Regions from separate parts of the Dromaius novaehollandiae genome. Here region 2 is linked to region 1. Evidence: chromatin contacts called from public Hi-C data. All regions are on one chromosome and are shown on one strand. The core of a region is the stretch at or near the end of the contact, and the rest is flanking DNA. Distances in the headings are between cores, read along the strand shown.

Region 1 (4,964 bases), core at 1,504-4,003:
AACAGTGCTGCCGAGCCCTATGTAGAATCTGCAACTTTCCTACCATGTATAGTTTTTTACTGCTTACTCCCTGATTGTATCTACTGCATACACATCAAGTATAGCAATGAAAAAAATCTGTCCGTAACGCTTTTCATTCCCATAAACCCAGACTTTTCTAACTGGATTCAACTGAATTCCATAAAGAACCTGTAAAATTCTGCAGTAAGTTAAGGTGATATAATAGAGCTGGATGGGCTTTATTGTCAAAAGTTTGTAGTTCTAGCTCATGAACTCTTTATACATTTAATGGCAATGCACACCTATGGGATATTGAAATTTGCTTGTCTGAATAATTATTTACAAAATAGTGGTGGTCATTTTAGCGGTTTAAACACTGCTGTTTTCAAATGTCACTTTAATATTTTTATTCTCCTATGTATAATACAGTCAAAAAAATTGCCCTCAAACCTAAGCCCATCTTTTTCAAAATAAATCCCTTCTCAAATTTCAAACCCAAAGTTATGAAGCCCTTGCTACATAACCCTGGCAATCTGGGCTTTGGCATCTTTTTTTTTTTTTTTCCTGTCTAGTTGTGATTTCTACTTCTACTTGGTTCTAGTGTGATTTATTTTAATTGCACAAATTTTCAGAATGAGCATGTCATTAAGCACATTAACTGTAAAGGACTATCACAACATAAGTCAGCTGTAATTTCTGCTATATATCAAGGGAGTATTGAAATAATTCTCTCAGTCATGGAGCAGCTGTGTAACCTAGTAATAACAACTAATGCTAAAGCCTCTGAGCTATGGAGACAGGAGTGAAAAACTGGTGTCTGTCCAAAGGTACTAGGGTCATAATCAGAAAGAGAAAATGAGAATGATATTATTTTAACTACAAAAGTGAAAAACAGCATTTTAGGGACTGTTTAAATGAATTCACCCTCAGTAATATAGTAATAATAGTAACAGTAATAATAATATCACTGTTCGCACTCATTTAAGTTTGCTAACATATCTGATTGAAGGATTATTAGCCATGAATGGATCAAAAAGCCTGTTTTCTTCATTTTCAAAAGTTTTCAGTCCTGTACTAGACCATCTGCAAAAGTTTTTCTATATGACACTTCTTCAAAAAATAACATTTATTCAGAAAAATAATTCCTTCCTACTGTCATTATAGTCTATCAAATTACATGTGCAGATGAACTGTGGTTGCCTTCAAACAGATAGAAGTATCAGACCACTGACTGCTGCTTTATTCGGTCAGAACTCAGTATAATCAGCTTCTTCCTGGCTGTACTTACACTGGCTCTAAACACTGTAATTTTACCGGGATAGGTCGGGGGATCAGATGATACACCAGTAGAGACCAAATATTGCATGTTTTTGAACACAGACGCATCATGGAAACATTTTTTGTGGTGCAATAGAACTCAAAAGAGTTCTATTCTTTGAGCTAGTTTTTCAAAAATTGCACAGTTTTCATTAAACTAAATGGCAAGGTTTTTCAAAACAAGTTCCACAGCTAAAAGTGTGGTTATGAGCTCTTTTCCAAAACTGAATGTTTATTAGTGCATTTGGAAGATACAACTTGTGCAGATTCAGATGTTGTCAACCAGTTATCCCCAAGCAGTTGCAGCGGGATTCTTTTTTCTTTCTCCCTCCACTTTTGATAATCACACCTGTTACGGGATTCAGAGCCAAAAAATGGTTCATTAATTCAGATTCTGATTCTTTCTACTGGTGATGGTACAGACAGTCTAGATGGTAATGCCATTCACTGTATTTACTTCCCTTGATGGTGGAACATGAAAGCTCCAAGCCAAAGCTCAGATGGATTCCAGTGTTTTAAGATTATCTATACAGATTTATGTGACTCTTCTATGTCTTGAAGGACTGAGTTATTTGCTTTTGTAGCATGAATGAGGGTAACTGCTACTAGGGAACAGAAAATAAGATTTATCTAAAAACACTGAGTGGAACCAGAGAGATGATGGAGCTACAAATGGTCTTCTGTGGTAATCTGAGTGTCACCTTTTTCATTGGACCATAAATAGGCTTAATTTTATGTACTGAAAAATTGCTAATACAAGAGGGAAGCTGAGAAGATGAGTTTTAACAATTTAATGATTCTAATCCCCCTAGTGGAATTGAAGTCTACTTCTCTACTGGATTTTAGAGGAAAAAGGCAATTCATGGCTGAACTACAGAACAAGAATTCAAGGGCCTGGTTCCTTTTGTTAGTGGTGGCTGCTTTTTCCTGTGTTGGTGCTATTCCCTCTCCACTCATTCTGGGACTTTCCCAGTCACACATCTTTATCTGTGTGGCCTTCACATACGACACACAAAATCAAATTCTCATAAGCAGGCTTGATACAGGTCTCTGCTGCAGTAGTGTGCAAGAACAGGCGCAGGATGATGGTGCAGTTGGGTTTTTTTGGGGTGTGTTGATGGAAGGAATACCATATATCCTTCAAGGAACAAGACAGCCCTGACGGTGTAGTTTAGTTGGGTGACATAGCAGACAGTTTCAGAAACATAATCAACCCCTGTGTAAGGCGGATAGCTGCACATTTGGGCGTTTCAAGTGGGAAGGTGCTGGGTCTGCCCCGGTCCCAGAAACAAACTTTCCGCAAACTCCACGTCCCAGACTGAGACGGGGACCGGTCTTTTCTCGTCGCCCCCCCCCCCCCACTCCCCTCCGCCGGGCCCCGGCGCCCACCTTCCCCGGCGCGGGCCCGCCCGCCGCCCGCCGCCCCCCCCGCCGAGGGGCCGCCCACCCCGCAAGAGGAGCCGCTCCGCCGCTCCCTCCCTGCCTCCCGCTGCACAGCTGCGGCGGGCGGAGCGGCAGCAGCGAGGCACCCCGGCCCCGCGCCCCTCGTCCCCATGCCGCCGCGGGAGCTGCGCGCGGAGGCAGTCCGGCAAGCGGCGGGGAGCCGCCGCCACCGCCTGCCGCCCTCGGCCCGGCTTTCCGCAGCGCCCGGAGGGGAAGGGCTCGGCTCCCGCGGGGCTGCCCGCAGGGGCTGAGCGACTTCGGCGCTCCCTTTTTTCTTCCTTTCCGCTGGCTCGTGGGCACAGGACGTCTGCTGGATTTGGGGCACCCAAGAGAACGCGAACCCTTACAGAAAATAGCACTAACAGTCAAAATAATAACCATAGTAATTAAAAAAAAAAAAAAAAAGACGGGTTGCTGCCCAACCCCGTAGCATCGCTTATGCTTGTTTTTGGGGAGCCACGGAGGCGGACTCTGCACAATGACAGGCGATGAGGAGCTATAAGCCGGCGTCGAGGCGGGCCGCTGCGGGCTGGGATGAACTTGGGGGAGCCGGTGCCGGACGGGACGCCGGGAGCCAGGTAGCCGCTGCCCGTCCGCCCGCGGCCCCCCGGGCATGGGAGCGGCGGGCAGCGCCTGCTGAGATCGCCGCGCCCGGCCGCAGGTAAGGTGCCCTCTCCTCCGCCGCCGCCTCGGAAACGCTCGGGAGCTGCCCTCGCCCAGCCACGGGCCGGGGGCGCCTTCGACCTCGCCGGTCTGTGAGTCAGGAGCTGAGGGGGAGGCGGCCGCGCGCGGCGGGGAGGCGCGGAGCAGCGCGTCGCCCTCGCCGCGCTCGCACTCAGCCAGGGAGGGAAATTCTTCCCTAATGGGAAGCACATGCCCTCGAGTACGCAAAAAAAAAAAAAAAGAAAAAGAAAAAGAAAAAGAAAAAAGAGAGAGGAAGATCACCCCCGCACACCTCAGCCCGCCCCTCAGCCGCGGGCTGCCCGTGCCGCCGCTCCGGCCTGTCCCCCTGCCCCCACGGCGGGGCACGGCTCGGCGGCCGGCGGGAGAGGCAGCGCCGCCGCCGGCCCCGCCGGCCTCCTCACACAAACCTCCCCGTGAGGGCGGGCGCTCTCCCCCTCAGTGAGGCAGGCTGCCGCGGCGGAGCAGCGCAGCAGCACGGCCCGCGCCGTTAAGCCGAAGTAAGTTCGCCCCTTCCCTTCACCTTCCCCCCCCCCCCCCCACCGCGCTGCGCCCCGCACCTCGCCCGGCCGCGCGCCCCCCCCCCGCCCGTTGGGAGCCGCTCCCCAACGGCTGCCGCGGAGGGCGCGGCCGAGCCGCAGGCCCATTGGCTGCCAGCGGGCCCGGCGGCGCTGGAGACAGCCAATGGCGGGCGGCCGGGCGGTGCGCGCCAGCCCCGCGGCGGGCGCCCCGCGGAGGGACGCGGAGCGGCCGCGGCGCGTCCCGTTGGGCCCGGCCAGCTCCCCCGCGGCGCCCGGCCGCCACGCTATGGAAGACCGCTTGCAGCACGCCCATTTTTTTCTCCCCATGGGCAAAAACTCCGCTTTGGCTCGCTGTTGCTGCTGTAATTTCCTCTTAACTTCTCAAACACTTCCTCTAACGAAATGTGCCCCCCCCCCAAAAAAAACCTCACATGGGTAGGATATTTTTAAAAGACAGTTTTCGTTAAAGGAAACCTTTTCATCAAGGAAAACGGCACCTGAGTATTTTTAAACAAACTAAAAGCTATTTTTCTTGTAAAGGACGGTAAATGTCTCATTAACTTGACCGCAGATATTTGAGAAACCTCTTCAGCCCGATGAACTCTCCTTTGAATTGTAATGGTTTGCATATGACGTTGTTAGGAAAAATGTGTGTCTTATTGCTAGCAGATCTGAGCAAATTTGACTTTTATACTAAGACTAATAAGTAATGGAATTAATAATATCTGGTAGGAATGAAAGTCTGTCCCTCCTTGTCACACTGTTATACAACAGCAATAGTACTCACATTCTGCTACTAATAACTGTTTGCATTCTTGTATGGCTTTAATCTGAAGAGCTCAAAATTCTTCTGAAGGAATAAGAACAGGGATATTTCAAACTCACTTCTCGGGAGTTAGGCTGCTTAGTCTGTAATTAGACATCTACATAAATGATCTTATTTTCAGAGATGATCAGTGCTCCCTCGAGGTCAGTAGCAGTTGCATTTTCATGTTTGTTCTA
Region 2 (4,964 bases), core at 1,375-3,874, 120 kb after region 1:
GGAACGTTTTAAGGAAAGATGAAATGACTTGGTATATTGAAATGGGATATCAAAGAATATAAGAAACCAGAATAACAGGATTTGGCAGGTACCAAGGTGTCCGTGTTAACAAAATCCAGCCTGGAAGAAAGGCTTCAGCACAGCATATGCTAGTGACAGAAAATGGGGTATGTCTCAAAGAGCTGCATGTTACTTATTTTTCAGAATATTTTAGTGGGCAGTCTTAGGCTGGAAGTGTAATGGATATGCAACATGTTGTTGGTAGCAGAGGCGGCAAAAGTTAAGGTTTCTTCAAAGAATGCAGCTTTTAACCAGATCAATTACTTCTACCATAGTCCCACAAGTGTGACCCCCCGCGTTGGAGCTCATGTTATAGTTTAATCCTCTAAAACATTTGGAAAAAAGCAAACTTAATTTCTATATTCAGAAGATTATTTTCCTGAATATTATGTACAAGCCAACAAGCTGGGAGAACTGAAATAACTGTCATACTAATTCTGTATACCTGAAATGTGTAATGTTACTTAGTTACTTAATGTTCAGGAGAACACAAGTAATTTTCTTCTAATCATTTTTCCCTTTTTTCTCCTTGTTGTTGTTACCATTTTAGACAGTATCTGCCTTGAACAGTTTATAATGTGTAGCAGTAAATACAGTAGGGTTAAACTGAGTGTTAATATCAGAGCCTAAATAATGAATAATAAAATTTTCTCATTGTTTTGAAAGTATGGAAGCTGTCAGTACACTACAGATCGTAGCTGTTACATAAAATCAATGAATGGCTAAAACATGCACATAAAAATTATTCCAAACACTGTCCATATAATCTTTTCTTCACTCCAGGAAATTGTTTGGCTATGGTAATTAGTTTTTCTTCAGATACATTTTCCACACTTACTAACAAACTAGCTAACTTTATAGCACAATAAATTTTGTCCTAATTGCTGCATCAGGACCTGTTTTCACTGTTAATATTCTGCTTTTAGTTTTCTTGCATGCATGTACATATAAATATACATACACACACACATATTTATAAAAATACTAAAAAAAACTCATTCTCAAAAATGCATAAAAAATGTTAATGATAGATTTAGAGCTGCCAAGATGTAATTTCACTAATGTAGAGTCCGTAAAGCACAGACATGAATAGTTGTGTCATTCAAGATCCCTCCTCTGCTTCTAAAAGTAAGGGCAGCCTTCTGGAGGGTCACCAGGAATGCCTAGGGGAACTGCAGCCTCCAGGGCTGTCTCCTGAAGCCAGTGTGATGTTTCCATTGAATTTCATGATTCCCTATGTTTACGACCATCTAAAAGAGTTTGAGCTCCAAACCCCAGCACGACTCTCTCTCATTCACCAGTCCCTGGAAACAAAGGTTGACTTTGGCAGCGCAACAGAATTAAAGTACCTGGTGTAGTTGAACACTTATGTCTGCTTTTCTGGTTGGAGACCAGTTAAGTTATAAAACTACATGGGGAAACTCTTGGTTTGTTTAATATTTTTAAACTGGCCAGTGTCTGTAATGCAATATGGGAAGGAAGGAAGTCTGCAGTTTGTGGGAAATCTGATTCGTTTCATCGGTAAACCCAAGTAGGTTAACCTGCAGGATATTTTGCAGGATAAAATTAAAAATAAAAAGACTTTTAAATGTCTGCAAAAATTACTAAATACATAGCACTAAAAATACAGGGAAATGTCACTTGTTTTCTGTAGAAGTATTTTGCTGAATATTAGAGACTCGATCATTATAAAAATGAAAAAGGGCATTTTAATTCTGCTTCTGTAAATCTGCTTAATAGAACATCAACTATAAAGTTGCTACCTAACTTTCCATAATAAGAAAATAAAAGAGACTTGTTGTGAATTTCAAAGGCATTTTTAATGCTTCAATAGATATGTTTAGAGGAAGCCAAAGACAAAAGTTTCAAATTACATTTGTGGGTTTATCCTACAGTGGTGACCTTTCCCTAAGAACACTGGCAGTAGAATTCAGTTCACTAATACTTAAAAAAGGGCTCTACTGTACTTAATTACAAGCTGCACAAATCCAAGAGGGAGGGAATAGGTAGGAAAATCAGACATATTAAAATGTCAGGTGTACATGGGGGGAAAGGAATTAAATCTATGTCTTCATAAACTGTTAGGTAATTGGCCTAGAGAAAGAGCCCAAATAACAATGAAAATATATATATATATAGTTCTTAATTTTTGTATAAGCCTAGAGATACTACAGTATTTGGATTCCAGATCACAGCAAGCATATTTTGATGTTGGTCTACTCATTTCTCCCCCCAAATCTACCGATGTTAGAGTGAGATGTGATAAAAAGATACCTTATATTCACAAGTGAAAAGTGTGAGACCACGCCCATTGTAGGAACACTTGAATGTGGTATATCAGCAATACTGTATCAGCAAATCATTCCTGATGCGGATACATTTTGTACTAAACCCTTGACTCCTACCAATGTAGTTTGTTTTAGCCATTTCTTTCCCACAACTGGCAAAAATGCACTTTTCTCAACCTCATCCAACATAGCTATGCTAGCAGAAGTCTGTAGTAAACGGCCTTGGCTTAAGAATGCCATTGATATAAAAACATTTCAGAGCTCTTAATCCATGTATTTGTTCTATGCAGACCATTGCAGCAGAGCTGTTTCTCTGTGGCTTTATTAGGTATTTTCCCACCCTTGATTTCTGGAGCAAAGTTCCATTCCCTGAGGGTGCAAACAATACCGCTGCTGTAAACCCACACTTCCCCCTTTTTACAACCCTGGAGCTGTTCTGGTGCTCAACCAGTTGTAACTGAAAAGGACAATTCATGTGATTTTTAATAGGTAAGGGGATCTATTTTCTGAAGTGGATTCTCACTTCTGAATGACAAGTACTCTTTTTCAAGCTTGGAATACAATAGCAATATTTTAAAGGACTTTGATTTAACTAGAACTATTTGTAATGCTCTGAATTTACAGGTCAGTCTTCTTTTTTCTCTCCATTGTTTTCTCAGTGATGAAGAGTATAATTAGTAGGCTTGAAATCAAATTGTGTCATGGTTTTTGACTAAACTCAGAAACTGCAGCTTGTGGCTGTTGCCAGAAAAACACTGAAGGCAGTTTTAACTTGATTTGTGAACTGTGGTAAGAAGGAGCAACATTTCCGTAAATCTAGGATAATAATCGTTAACAAAATGTATTTCAGGATCACTTTTTGACTTTGCTATTGGGGCTGTTTGCAGGCAAACATCAGTGTTGTTCTGTCCCCTACAACCCATATGTAATCTATATGTAACATCTGCTCTGCAGGTCCCTGCTTTTAAGGTATCTCAAAACCCCTTGACTTCTAAGATTTTATCCCTCTGCAGATGTTGCATTATAGATTTCCTTTCTCATGGGTTTAAATGATCACGTTCTAGTAGACAGAATAATTGACTTGAATATGGAATACTCAAAGTCGTTAGGCAAGTTTATTCTCTGGAATTTCATATAATGCCCAATTATTTATATCCATTATTATTAATTGCTACTTGATAAGCAGTGGAAACTATAGCATGCAACTCAAACTAAAGTGAACTAAAGATGGTGAACATCTACAGTAAAGTATATCAGCACAAAGGAATACCTGACTTCACATCAAGTTCATAAAAACACAGAAAATCTATGCCACCCCATGGGTGCCTTATCCAGCTCTTTTTGCTTAGCGACACCAGTGGCTTGTGGTTTTTCACTTTATTATCTTACAAATTATCATGCTAGTAAAAATATTTTGTAAAATTCTCATAGTATGTTTTCTAGACAGTCTCTACCTATATGAACGTATTTAGTCTCAGCATCAGAAGACAATCGAAAACTATATAATATAGATTTTTAACCATACCCCCTTGGCTAGAATAGCACCCCACTGAGATTGTAACTCCTGATATCTGCAAGAACAGCTATAGTGGTGGATATACCATAGAACAGCAGAATGTGGGATCAGGTAAAATCTTCTGATCCTCACACATATGCTATCGTGCTTTATCCCAACCTCTGATAGATTTAAGCAGTTTTAAAGCACATGTTTTTTTAGGAACATGTTAGATATACGTCTTATCTCCATAAGCTATCAAACTGTCAGAAAAAATCTATGAATTTTTCCTAGAGCTCATTGCTCTTTATTGATCTTACTGCCTGTGAAACATCCTTGTTCTGCTTTTTTTTTTTTTTTTAATATTTTCTGTGCAATTTCAGTCTAGCAACCTCAGCTGCCTACAAAACCCTTCTAAATCTCCTATTTTGCCCCTTACATTTTGCATGGAAAAATAAAAATAAATATTTGAAATAATAGGCACTGTAAACTCAGGTACATACACATATATTCACACATTAGGCTTTCACTATCTTCACTGCAGTAGCAGGAAGAGAGGCCCTGAGACTGCCTGCCTGTGTTAGATGTTTAACTTGTATGCTGCAGGTCCTAAAAAGCAGTGTGCTGCTCCCAGTGCTGTGGGTGCACACATGGCCTGTACAGTCAGGAGAGGTCAATCACGGGAGCGATGATGGCACTCCAGAAGAGCCGGACGGCCCTCTCTCAAGAGAGGAACCCAGAAGGGGCCACCTCTGTGGGACAACGCAAGGGCTGCGTGCTCCTGAGCAGGAAGCAGCCAACAGCATAGAGCAGGCGTAAGTCTGCAACAAAGCAAACACAGGACCCAGGGCAGCAAGAGGGCCACAGGAGCCAAAATTAAGTATCCTTTTGGGCAAGCAAGCACAAGGAAGAGAAGGTAGTTTCTTTTTTCACTGGGAATCATCTGCTGGCAATTCTTCAGCTGGACGGGATGGTCATGGTTCCTTTTCACTTCTAACTACTTACTTTATACAAGGCTATAAGCTGCTTTGAGCAGAGTTGACATCCATCTCTCTTGTAAAAGTTGGGGTTCCTGAAGGGGAACTCCAGAATCATGGTTCCTGTTCTAAGTGCTTTTTATA

What was found. A called contact is a pair of places that touch in the nucleus more often than the background predicts.
Region 2: a Hi-C map of liver shows a contact between it and region 1, with 4 times the contacts expected there. The contact joins the enhancer-like site here to the promoter of MXRA5 in region 1. A contact is called at or near these places in 3 of 4 Hi-C or Micro-C datasets (brain, liver and ovary).

What each region holds. Positions count from the first base shown.
Region 1 is chr1:143,538,453-143,543,416 of bDroNov1.hap1, forward strand. It overlaps MXRA5 (matrix remodeling associated 5), which reads left to right and starts at 2,754. Exons shown (of 7, transcript XM_064501061.1): 1 at 2,754-3,421. The coding sequence starts at 3,249.
Region 2 is chr1:143,661,252-143,666,215 of bDroNov1.hap1, forward strand. No RefSeq gene overlaps it. Among named protein-coding and RNA genes, the nearest start is that of GYG2, 110 kb to the right of the region's middle. Within about 2 kb of position 2,625, at least 1 of the 2 cell types and tissues checked has open chromatin away from gene starts, as enhancers often do.